Regions from separate parts of the Zea mays genome. Here region 1 is linked to region 2. Evidence: chromatin contacts called from public Hi-C data. All regions are on one chromosome and are shown on one strand. Each heading gives the region's core, a stretch centred on a gene start, on an enhancer-like site or on the middle of the called end of the contact. The rest is flanking DNA. Distances are from core to core; before and after follow the strand shown.

Evidence for each region. Hi-C and Micro-C count contacts between places; a contact is called where the count stands out from the background.
Region 1: a contact with region 2 is called in a Hi-C map of ear, with 3 times the contacts expected there. The contact joins the promoter of LOC109939178 here to the promoter of LOC100382458 in region 2. A contact is called at or near these places in 3 of 25 Hi-C or Micro-C datasets (bundle sheath, ear and endosperm).

What each region holds. Positions count from the first base shown.
Region 1 is chr4:187,224,016-187,227,800 of Zm-B73-REFERENCE-NAM-5.0, forward strand. LOC109939178 (expansin-A5) reads right to left here and starts at 2,108. Exons shown (of 2, transcript XM_020552755.3): 1 at 1,822-2,108; 2 at 481-1,711. The coding sequence starts at 2,020. The coding sequence ends at 942.
Region 2 is chr4:186,803,617-186,806,935 of Zm-B73-REFERENCE-NAM-5.0, forward strand. It overlaps LOC100382458 (F-box/kelch-repeat protein SKIP11), which reads left to right and starts at 1,943. Exons shown (of 2, transcript NM_001175199.1): 1 at 1,943-2,313.

The sequences.
Region 1 (3,785 bases), core at 858-3,357, 420 kb after region 2:
GCAGTTGGTCATACAGTCCACCGCTGCAGGGATATTTTACTGTAAATGGCGATGCATCCAGTTTGCAGTCCGCGAGTGCAGATAGCCTTAGTGCTGATTTGGTGACCAGGAATCACGAGAGAATCTATACGAAAGGAATTTCTTGTTATTCAATTTTGAATAGTAAGAGGATTCCGAAAAATCAAAGTGCCTACTTGTGTAATGAATACAAGAAATCTGAGTTAGTGTGTACAGTATTCAGAATTATGCCACGTAACAAAAACAAAACATGAGCGTTCGCGGGTGGTTGTTCACGTCGTATTGGACAGCTTTTTAAAAAAAAATTGCCAAGAGCTCACAAACGTTCTCAGTAGACCTGCCCGCGACTGTGGATTCCAAATCTAGGGGTCTGTTTGGTGTTTGGTTTATGGATTGATTAAGTTTAACCGTTCAAATTAAATAACTAATTTTAGCCAGAAAAGGTAGGTAAAATATGACAAATTAGATAGCGAACCAAATGACTATGCATACTGAAGTTCCAGCACAAACTTAATAGGGTTCATTACAACCAACACACTTGGGTAACACGCAAAACATCTCATCCGAAAGAGGCCATCACCATGAGACCCCACAAATGCTTAATTGGCGGGTGATAAAAGGCGGCCTACCTCCGTTAATCTGCAAGCCAGCCTTACCACCACTTCCAATTCCAAAACAACCAAGCAAAACGCTACCACACCAACCAGGCTAACACCAGCACGACAAAACCCGCGCTAATACTAGGCCTAAACTACTGGTAATTCCCCAGATCCAAAGCGAGATGCACCATTCATAAAACCATGGCGCCTCTCGGCAAGCTCCGAGTGAGGGTGGACGACTCTACCACGACCAACGGAAAACTACTACTTGTGGCACCGCGTCGACGACGGACGAGACGACGCTGCGGGAACGATGGAGGGTGTTCAGTTGAACTGGGCCCCGCTGAAGGTCTGGCCGAAGCCCCAGCCGCGCGGGGCAGCGTTGCTGGAGACCACGGAGCGGCCGTCGCTGGTGGTGACGCGGAAGGAGAGGGCCTGCCCGTCCAGGAGCGTGTTGCTCTGCCAGTTCTGGCCCCAGTTGCGCGACAGGGCCTGCCACCCCGCGGAACGGTCGCCCTTCACGGCCACCGCGTGCACGTCGCCGGCGCCGCCCACGTTGGTCACCAGCACCAGGTTGAAGTAGGAGTGGCCGTTGATGGTGAACCGGATGCCGCCCTTCTTGTTGCACGCGACCCTGCACAGCACGTAGGATAGGAAACAAACAAACAAACAAACAAACAAACAAACAAGCGCGGCTCTCAGATCTGCTCGAGTTCCTTTCCCTTCTTGTTTTGCTATACACGGGCAAAATAAACAACCACGGAGCACGGACCTGCGGTAGGAGACGGGGACAATGCCAGCCCTGTAGAGCGCGATGCGCTGGAACACGGGCTGCGACATGTCGAAGTGGGCGCGCGGCGGGTTGCACCAGCCGCCGTCGTCGGACGGGAGCGCGTTGTTGGGCGGGCAGAAGTTGGTGGCCGTCACCACGACGGAGCCCGGCAGACACGAGCGGCCGCCGCCCCCCGCCGCGTCGCACCGCACCTCGAAGCAGGCGCCGCAGCTGAGGCCGTTGTTGAAGAGCGCCGTGCTCAGCGCCGCCGTGTTGGTGCCGTACCCCTGGCTGTAGAGGTTGCCGTACCCACACGCCCCGCCTGCATGGACGCGCCGCGTTCAGATGCGAAATTCAGTCCAAGGCATCTCGGCAGGGTACTGAAACCTACGAGAACCGCGAAATGTTTGAGAATGGGGGTCGCTCACGTACCCATGGTGCCGGACGCATCGCCGCCGCCGTAGAAGGTGGCGTGAGCCGAGGACCACGCGCCACCTCCGAGCGGTGCGTGGCCGTGCGGCCTCGGGTGCGGCTGGGCGCGGTGGTGGCCAAGCCGCAGCCCGCGAGAGAGGGCGAACGGGAGCAGCGCGGCGAGGACCACGACCGCGAGGACGGCTTGGCGAGGCGCCATTGGATTGGAGCGGGGTGTGTGTGGCGGTGCAGAAAGGCGCAGGACAATGGCGGGAGTGGTGTGAAGTGAGGAGATGTGGGGTGGGGTGGGGCTGTGTGTCGGGATAAATAGAGGGGGGCGGCGGATGGGTTTCAAACCGCCGCGCGCGGTGCGCGTGGGCGTGGTGCCGGGCCGCGCAGGGCGTGGGCGGGACGGGGATGGACGGTGGTTGGCGGCTGTGGGGCTGGGCTGGGGCCTGGGGCGCGCGGCGCCGTGGCATGGTGGGCCACGCCGTGCTCTGGAAAAGTCGCTGAGCTACCACGTAGGGACACGGGTTTTCTGGCGGGCACCTTGGGAGGCGTGGCGGGCGGGAGAGGACGGGGAAAAAAAGGTGGGCGCCGCAGAGGACACCGGCGCGGTGACGGTGCTGTGCGGCAGCTTTGGAAGTTGAACATGGCCGCGCGGGGTGGTGACTGACGGTGGTCCACCGTTCTATTGCTCCAGCGAATTCTCCTGTACTACTATGTATTTGGCACTATTATTCACTATGAAATCATATTAAAATTAAGTTAAAATTGGATTTTTGAACCTACTGTTACATGTCTATGTGATCAGTTCAATATTTTTTTTGATAAATACTGAAGCCGAATTTACAGATCAATCTTGTTACGAGGTACTGTCCAAGTAAAAGAAAAGGTGACGATGATAATAGCTTTCCGGATTTACATATAAGATTACAAATAGGGATAATAAATCGTTGAAATCAATAAGTTTAGGGTCTTTTTTGGATTGCAGAATTTTTCAGTTTTCCGTGTTTTTTTTTCTGATGAACTGATTCCTATATAATTATTCTGAAATTCATGCATTCCAAAGGGCGTGACATATTGATATAGTTCTGTGTACCCGTCACGCTGCTACTTCATAACTAACTTTGGAAGGAACCGAATTCCTATGGGAACTGAAGTACCGAGTAATACCAAACGTCCAGGCCTAATTACAACACAAGCAACCACATAGCTTGAAAAGAGATCTATCAACATACGACAAGAGAAACTACATGAACAATCCACCTCAAACTCAGACCAGTACGGCAGTACCAAAGGTCCATAAAATGCTGGCTACTAGATCACCAGCACACACAAAAAAACATAAAGGCCAAAAAACTCTCAGATCACTCTTTCCACATCTAAAAAATCTTCAGATCGTTTCTGCAAGATCTTTACCCAGCTCTTCACTCTTCCATTATCAGCTATTCATTAGCTACAGCTAACATTTAGATGATTACTAAAAAAATAGTTTTGAACTGTTTAGAATCAATGACTGATAGACGCTATTCTCACATAGATATATTTATGCCTCATGGGCCCTAGCGAACACACAGAAGCACTTTCCTTGGGCACATGAAAATAACAGATGGGTTGTCTACACTGCATCAACACAAACTTCAACTCTAATAGGAGACAAACTAGGACCACCCTGAGCCTACTGCTACCCCAACACCGCAAGTACCCTAATGGCCCTAGCAATACCAATCGAACCACCTTAGGCCTTCTCTAGTGCCTCCCCCATCCCACGAAGGGGAGCTTTGGGGGTGAAATTGCCCTCCAACAACTACTCCAAAGCTCCCTCCATAAGGAAAAGAGAGGAAACTCCTAACCAGGTTATATTAAACTATGCTTTGCCTCACCGCACTATCCCTCAAGCAACGGACAAGCTGAGAGGGCAAACACTAAAATCCTTTGAAACCTCAAAACCTAGATATATAATTGTCTTAAAAACATAGCTA
Region 2 (3,319 bases), core at 693-3,192:
TACATCCCGAATGGGCTTGTGCGCGAGAGGAGACGTGTTTGGACCCGCGATCGAGCCGTGCACCGCCGGGGAAGGCAGGCGCGTGCGGACCAGACCAGACCACACCACAGCAGCATATGCGTCAAATGATGATACCGACGCCATCAAGGGTGGCAGCAGCCGCCGCAGCAGCAGCAGGCAGCCACTGGCCGAGGCAAAGCTACAGAGCTGTCAGAGCTAGTAGAGTTTTACAGCACGAGAAAACAAGGCGAAGTCAAATCCGACACGGGGACTATCGATCCGGACTACTACTACTATAAAGTGGGAACAATCGTTTGTACGTCGGCGCCTGCCCCGCGCGCTCGTGCGTGAGCCTGCCTGCCCTGTGCCGCCGTGCGTCCCGCGGGAAGAAAGAAGCAAGCGCCCTCGCCTGCCAAAGAGGACGCGCGCGACTCGCGAGAGAAGCGGCCGCAAGCACCATAGCACAAGCAGCAGCCGACCTCCTCGAACGAGCCGAGCCCTCGCCCAGTCGCCGCCGCCCGCGCCCCTCCCACTCCCCACCGCGCTTCAGCTTCAGACTGCACACACGAGTATAGGGCAAAAGAGCCGAGTCGAGGCGCCACCGAAGGTGCGAGAATCAACGAGCCGCCGGCGAGCGAGAATCAACGAGCCGCCGGGCCGAAGGTGCGCCTCGCCTCGCCCGTCCGCCTGCCCGCCCCAGTGCGCTCCTGGGCCGCCGCGGGGCGGAGATCAACAGCGTACCTCCCACGGCTTCCGTCGGTTCCTGGTAACGAAGCAATCCCTAGCCTCTGCGTGTGGATTGATGATGTTGTTGTTGTTGTTGCTGTTCTACAACCGTGTCCTATCCTATCTCGCGGGATCTCCCCTCTCCCCTTCGCTTGTTGTGCATGTCGAGGGTGGGCAGCTTGCCGCTGTCCCAGCAATCTGGGGGCCCAGCGGAAACGAACCTCAATCATCCTGCCATGCTCTGCTTGTTTGGTCGGAACTACTAACACGACGCTCAGTGATGCGAGGATTTATTTTAGTGCAACACCTGTAGCTACTTCTTTGGTGCTACCAACCTGTTTGCTTAGGTTTAAAACCCGGTCTCCTTGTACACCGGTTACCCGTTTACCCACAATGCTGTGTGTGTGTTTGCTTCATCATCGTTAAATGTTTGCAGGTTGTGTGGTGAAACATCTGATCAACCCTTATTGGTATATATAATTATGTTTGAATAAATATCTCATTTAAAAAGATCTACTTCTATAATATATAGAATCATATCCAGGATAGATATTATACATATGTATATACATATACTAATACTTTAAAAATAAAAATAATTTAATAATGTTTGAATAAATATCTTATTTAAGTAAGGTATATATATAATAATGATAATATATAAAAGTTGTAACAATATACGCCTAAGCTAGCTAATGATTCAAAAGCGACGTCAAACCGAAATATATCAACGCCCACCCCGCCCCCTGTGATTACCCGCGTCCACGTGACGCCGACCCGAACAAACGGCATTTTAAATTCTAACATTTAAAATTTTGGCAGCGAGTTTCTTTCAATTCCGTCTACTATGAACTAATTAAAGGAACTGCATTAATCTGTGTTTAGCTGCCAGAAGACTGATGGAAAGAAGGCAGTTACTACTAGTAGAGTCCTAGATAGATGCGGTTAACTGGGTCGCCACGCCAATTGCCATCATGCCATGCCAGCGGGCGGAGGCGGCGCCGAAAAATTCGTGCAAAATGTGCGTGGCTGACCGTCCAAGCCAAGCGGAGGAAACAACGCGCGCCGCCGCGTCAAAACGCAACGGCAGCGCCCCGCCCTTCCGCCCCGATGCGATACCCCGTTCCCTCATGTGCTTTTGTCTTTGCCGTCCCCGTTCCCGTTCCCCCATAAACTCCACACCCCCCGCATTACTGCGCTCCCATCTCCGCATCCGCTTGCTGCTGCCGCCCCTGCTCCGGCTGGGACGAGCGAGCCTCCTCTCCCTCCTTGTCGCGTCCCACATAACTGTGCCTCCTCGCCGCTGCGCCCCACCTCTGCTCAGGCCCACACTGCCCTGATCCCGCCGGAGTGCCCGCACGCGCGCCCTTGCCTGGGCCGGCCGCCGGCGAGGGGTCTGGGCGGTCGGTCGACGTGACCCCCCCCGCAGGCGCGCTGTCTCTTCGTCGCCCTGCTCTTTTCGACCGGCCTCGCCTCGCTGTCCGCGAGTGGCGCCGTGTCGGCGGCACACGCCGGCGGCGGTGCGGGAACAAGGCGAGGGCGGCGCGCCTTGTCGCCGTGCGGACTGAGCATGACTTGAGCCTTGAGGTGCGTGCGATTTCTGGCTAACCTGCTGGAAATAGCATGGGCGGTAGAGGGATTGGGAACGGGGGCAAATTCAGGAGATGATACCACCATAATCCACCAACCGAATCAAGAAGCTAAGGTCCGGTTCTGGCTTTGTGAAACTGTCATGTGTCAAATCTGGCTCAGTAACTGTTCACTCGTCGCCCTCTTCATCGCCGGTGTACGCCGGCGCCGAATCGGCGTCCAGTATCCGTGCCACCGAAGCACGCCAACCACCTCGAGCACTCTACCCTCGCTGTGGTTGCTGATGCTACCGGCGCCTCCCCTCCCTTATCTGGTATGCCATGACGGCGTGGAATAGGAGATTCATCCAGACTTGATAGGTTTCTTTCCTTGTTAAGGATCCCTACTTGCTTGGAGGAATTTTCCTGGAGCGGGCTTTTGTTCTAGGAGATCTATTGTGCGATGTGAGCAAGGGAACCCATATCGTCCTTATTCTTGATTAGTACTATTGGATTACATTGCTTGCTTCACAGTGGAGTATCCGTCCATCCATGGTTCTGGTTTACTAGTCCCGTTTCAGTTTCTCTTCTGCCGTGCGTGTAGGATCGCCTCAGTTGATGTTGACGCCTTGCCAAGCTGCGGGAGCACATTTATTCCTAAACATAGGATAATTCGCAGTTTTTACTGAATCCTCATGCTCCATGCCAAGGCCGCCCCAGGTTTTCCTTTGTCGTCTATGAAGATTACCCTTCAAGGAGATACCTTTTGGTTTATGCTTTAGTCGTACCAAAACGGAATATAGCTACTTAATTGCTAATAAGCCAAATTAGGCTGATAAAGTAATGGAGTGGAAAAGGAAAAGGTCCTTAATTGAGCGGTGAAGATATTGGCACCTTTCTTTTGTCAATATAAACTACTAGATGCACAATCTGGGACTATGTAATACTCCTGTATAAATCAGGTAACTTTTCATTAGTTTGAATTGCATAGTAGTAACAAGCACAATATGTAATGAACATGTAAT